Linked DNA regions of Hordeum vulgare: region 2 is linked to region 1. A link is a contact called in public Hi-C data. All regions are on one chromosome and are shown on one strand. Each heading gives the region's core, a stretch centred on a gene start, on an enhancer-like site or on the middle of the called end of the contact. The rest is flanking DNA. Distances are from core to core; before and after follow the strand shown.

Region 1 (2,700 bases), core at 88-2,587:
TCACACAATTTGTAAAGTGCAGGAATGTGTTATTAAATTGGCGCGGGGGGGGGGGCACTCAGCCTTGGCCACAAGGTTGTGGCTCGCCAGTGACTGCCCCCCTCTTGTGAGAAACCTGCCCAACCTTGAGTTCCTCGGACGAAAAAACATCATCAGTAGTATGCGAGGGAGGAAACACCCCTACACGCTTCAGGTCCACCTGACCGTGCGCCTGCCTGGACTCCTCCATAGGCGCCAAACCCAGGCCCTCCTGGCCTAGGCTGGCAGTAGCGACCGACGCGATCGCCCGGTCCTCCTAATGAGACACGCGTCCGAACCGAATAATCATAAGACTCCCCTGGTCCCGACCCTAGGAGGATGGGTTGGGCAGTCGTCTTCGTCGCCGCAGCGGTCGTCAAGGCGGGGGCACCAGCTCCCTTGTCAGAAACCGTGAGCCCATCCACCGCCTTGGCCACCCTGAAGACGTCCGTGGCCTTGGAATTGTTCTTGATGTCGATGCCCGCAGCCGGAACCTTGTCGCGCACGAGAGGAACTCCCAAGATTAAGCCTTCTTTTGTGGAAGAGGCGTTTTGGCTCCTCAGCCCATCTGCACCCGCTCCGATGAAAAAAATTTCAAAACAAATACTAAACAAATCTAAAAATTTTCAAATTGTTTTTGTGTGGTAGATAATTTGATGCATGAGGTCCGCTTCAAATTTGAACTCATTTGGGCATTTGAGGTGCTCTCAGCAAAAAAAACAAATCTGGGTTCACGAACTTTTCTGACCCGATTTGTCTTTTTTGCCAAGAGCTGCTGAGATGTCTAAATAATATGAAATTTGGAGCGAACCTCATACATTAAATTATCTACCACACATTTTTTTTTTAAATTTTTAAAAGATTTCTAGTATTTATTTTTAATTTGTTTTTGACTAGGAGCACACGAGCCCCGGAGCAGAATTGAATTACTCTTCTTTTGATTGCTTCACAGCCTTTTTAGCAGGCCTCTACGCTAAGGTTCTTAGAAAAACTAGCAACTCTCTTTTCACTTGGTACATAATTATTTCTCTTCCTAAATTGTTATTGCGAAGCGATGGTATTTACTTGAACCCTTTGGGACACAAAACGTGATGTTCTGATCAATACAATAACGATATTATACAAATTATATGTGTTTTTCATCAAGTTTATAATCCAAAATACAGAGTATCTGGAATAATATCATCGGTCCAGTAGAAGTTTACAATCAAAATTACCGTGCGTTCTTTGACTGGACGTGGCCGCCACACGCCCGACGCAACACACGCACCGGTGGACGCGCCCCCGAGCACAGCAGTGGGGGATCTGGCGCCGGTGCGAGGGCAGGGCACGGCGCCAGGTCCGCCATGGCAAACTACCCAAATCCGACACCATCACCAACCCACCATCATCAGTCCGTCACCGTCCGTGCGACCTCCGGATCCTCGAATCCGCCTCGCCTACCCCGTCCCCGTCCTTTTCTTACCGCGCCCCGCCTCCGCTCACCCACCTGCCACCTCCCGCTCCGCCGTGACGCGGCGGATCCCAGAAAAGAAATCCCCCACCACTCCGCTTTCGACGCGAGGATCGCCCGACCGGCGAGCGAAACCGCGCCACCAACCGGCGACCGCTCGGGCAGGCGAGCCGCGGCCCGCCTCGGTCTCTCCGGCAGACAGTCCGCGTCACCCCCGTCGCAATTCGGCGGCCAGACCCACGCAAATTGCGTCCTTTTCTCGTCTTCTTCCTCCCGGTTAGTTATAACCTGCCTGCCCATCCTTGGAACAACCGAACGAGTCAGACAGGTTATGTAGTGGCCTTCTCGGCTGGGCTTGGTTTTGCTTGCGAGGAGAAGCGGCGCGCAGAGGAGGAGCCGAGGAAGCAATGGGCGGAGCCGAGGACGGGACGCACGCGTCCAACGGGCACGCCAATGGGGCCGTGGAGGACAAGGTGGACGAGCTGCGGCGGTTGATGGGGAAGGCCGACGGGGACCCGCTCCGGATCGTCGGCGTCGGGGCCGGGGCCTGGGGCAGCGTCTTCTGCGCGCTCCTGCAGGACGCCTACGGCCACCTCCGCGACAAGGTGCAGCTCCGCATCTGGCGCCGCCCCGGCCGCGCCGTCGACCGCGCCACCGCCGAGCACCTCTTCAACGTCATCAACGCGCGCGAGGACGTCCTGCGCCGCCTGATCCGCCGATGCGCCTACCTCAAGTACGTCGAGGGCCGCCTCGGGGACCGCACGCTCTACGCCGACGAGATACTCAGGGACGGCTTCTGCCTCAACATGATCGACACCCCGCTCTGCCCGCTCAAGGTCGTCACCAACCTGCAGGAGGCCGTCTGGAACGCTGACATTGTCATCAACGGCCTGCCCTCCACGGAGACGAGGGGCGTGTTTGGGGAGATTGGGAGGTACTGGAAGGAGAGGGTTAATGCCCCTGTGATCATCTCGCTCACGAAAGGGATAGAAGCATCAGTGGATCCGGTGCCGCGGATCATAACTCCGACACAGATGATTTGCAATGCAAGTGAGTTTCCTATCTTCTTTTTCCTCCAATCATAATTTCCTCTTCTTTCTTCACCGAAGAATTGATGTTGTCCTCTGTTGATGGTGGATTGATGTTGTCCTCTGTACTTGGTGGATTGCTGTTTGCCCTCAATTGTTGGTGTCTGTTCCCCTCCATGGGTACAAATTTGTAGCTATCAG
Region 2 (2,700 bases), core at 100-2,599, 130 kb before region 1:
TAAGAGCTATAGGGTTTCTTGACAAGGCTGGGAGGCAATGGAGCCTCAAGTCAGATTTTGATCTGTTTATAAAGGACGTCACCCCCTCTTGTTATAGGGAACGGTTCCATGAGGGATTGCGAAATAAGCTTGCCTCTACGAAGGCATGTGAGAATTGAGAATTATTATTAATATTTGTGTAGAGTTGAAAGTTGTGGGCCCCGCGATGCTTCGGTAATCGTGAGTCAACCGAGGACGAAATCATCATTTCTTGCTCGGAGGAAGCAAATGAACTCGCCTTACAAGCCAAACACTTTGGGCGTGTTCATCCGAAGACCCTTCACATCACCGTTGAAGGCTAGTTCGGGGGATACTGAGGGAGTCCGGGATTAAGGGGTCCTCATGTAGTCGGCTTACTATGAAGAGGTCGGCTTGATAGGCCGCACCTATTGGAGGTTGGGATGTGCACTCATCTCGTACTCAAGGAGGAAAGCATCGAAGACCGGCGTGACGTCCAAGTAAAGTAGACTAGGTCAGTTGTGTGTAACCCTAGATCCCACTTTGATTATATAAACCGGGGGGTCCTCGTTCGTGTACACAGGTTGATTCACCTACGGCTTAGTATACACGATCTTGAGGTAGACTCTGTAATCATCATTCACATCAATATAATCAAGCGGGACGTAGGGTTGTACCTCCTCAAGAGGGCCCGAACCTGGATAAACACTCTCCCCCCTCTTTCATGCAACCCATCGATCTAAGGTCCACGGTTCGGGACCCCATACCCGAGATGTGACGGTTTTTACACCGACACTATGTTTTTCCCTTCTCGGGAAGCACATGTTGTGGCTTTTCTTATTTTCGGGAAGTACAAGCTATGGTTTCCCCTTTTCAAAAAACATAATTTTGCTTTAGCACATATTATGTTTCTTGCAAAAACACAATTATGTTTTCACTTTTAGAAAGCACAGTTGTGCTTCTCGCAAAAAAACACTGTTTCTCAAAAAACACACAAAAACTTACTTTTCACCTAAACCTAGAAAAATCAAGCAATAGCCGAAAAGATGAAATAAACAAATAAACAAGAAGGCAAAAACGTGCAAGAACCCCAAAACACGGAGGGTGCACCCAGCGAGCTACACGTCGTGATGGCGTTTTTGTTTTTCTTTTGAGCAAAAAAGGCAGGCTTCATTCATCTATGGAAATATTTACAGGGGTTACAACAAACATATCATGAGGGTTACCACTTAACGCGTAAAAGTCCACTGGGTTAAGTTAACTTTAGATGGGCCTGGAAACTTAGCCCAGGCCTGCCCCTGCGGCACCCACCCCAACAACATCTCCTCCATTGAAACCAAGTAAGTGAGTGCGACAGCCCAATCACAAGAGCGCAGCCGAAAAATGTTCGCCCTCCGCAAAACCCTGCTCCACGGCCGCCTCCCCGCGCCGCCGGCCACCGCCGCCTCCAGGATCTCCTCATTCCTCCGCTCCCTCTGCACATCTCCGGGGGGCGAGGGGGGCGGGGACGAATGGGGCTCCTCCTGGTCCACCGGCATCACCAAGGACCACTTCGACGGGTCCGCCTCCGCCGTCGGCCGCCCCTCCCCGTCCGCCCCCGTCTCCAAGGAGCTGGCGGCCGTACGCGCCATGGACGAGGAGGAAGAGATCCTGCGCTCCGTGGATCGCGACAACAAGGAAGGGAAGGAGTTCGTGGACTCGTGGGACAAGCGGTTTCAGGAGACGTGCGAGCTGCTGAAGCAGGTGCGGGAGCCCGGATCCCGGGGCTCCTACCTCAAGGACTCGGAGAAGCAGGAGATGTACCGGCTGCACAAGGAGGACCCCGCCACGTACACCGTGGAGCGGCTCGCCAAGGACTTCCGCGTCATGCGGCAGCGCGTGCACGCCATCCTCTGGCTCAAGGAGATGGAGGAGGAGGAGGAGAGGAAGCAGGGCAAGCCGCTCGACGACTCCGTCGAGATCCTGCTAGATAGCTGCCCAGAGTACGTGAAGAGATCCTTTTTGCTCCCTTCAGTTTTGTGTTGAAATAACTAGATTGCGAGTCGAAAATCTAGGGTTCTAATTCGTAACCCTCTGGTTTTATTTAAGAGAATATTATTGGGAAATCAATGACTAGAAGAAATTGATTCTGCTAATTCGTAAGGGGTCTAGCTAATTCGTAAATTCACCAAGTCTCTTGAGTTTTGCTTCGTGCAGTTTCTTCCTGAATAGAAATGTCCAATGCTCTGGATCATGGCAATTGATAGTAGCACTCTGGTAATCCTAGGTTAGAACTATGTAACTGAGACTGAACTGATGTATGGTTGCTGAAATGAAATGAGTCAAAGAATTCTTGTTGAGTGGATGGGAAAGCATTAAACTACGTGTTTGTGTTGCAAATAGAGTTATTCCTGGATGAAGTTGGCTTAAGTGTTGCTCCCTCCATCCCAAAATAAGTCTCTCAACTTCGTACTAACTTTAATACAAAGTTAGTACAAAGTTGAGAAACTTATTTTGGGACCGAGGGAGTATTTTGCAAGCAAAAACTGTCATTAACATAAAATCCTTGAGAAGTTCAGCTCAGCTGCATTCCTGTTCTTCTTAAAATTTAGTTGTGTATTACTCCCTCCGTCCCAAAATAAGTGACTCAACTTTGTACTAACTTTAGAAGTTAGTACAAAGTTGAGTCACTTATTTTAAAGTTAGTACAAAGTTGAGTCACTT

The links. A called contact is a pair of places that touch in the nucleus more often than the background predicts.
Region 2: a Hi-C map of leaf shows a contact between it and region 1, with 2.9 times the contacts expected there. The contact joins the promoter of LOC123444624 here to the promoter of LOC123444623 in region 1. A contact is called at or near these places in 1 of 6 Hi-C or Micro-C datasets (leaf) and 1 of 1 datasets of contacts at active chromatin or transcription factors (embryo).

Annotation. Positions count from the first base shown.
Region 1 is chr3H:518,558,757-518,561,456 of MorexV3_pseudomolecules_assembly, reverse strand. It overlaps LOC123444623 (probable glycerol-3-phosphate dehydrogenase [NAD(+)] 2, cytosolic), which reads left to right and starts at 1,337. Exons shown (of 6, transcript XM_045121409.1): 1 at 1,337-1,747; 2 at 1,850-2,521. The coding sequence starts at 1,879.
Region 2 is chr3H:518,693,590-518,696,289 of MorexV3_pseudomolecules_assembly, reverse strand. LOC123444624 (protein GAMETE CELL DEFECTIVE 1, mitochondrial) reads left to right here and starts at 1,349. Exons shown (of 3, transcript XM_045121410.1): 1 at 1,349-1,979. The coding sequence starts at 1,381.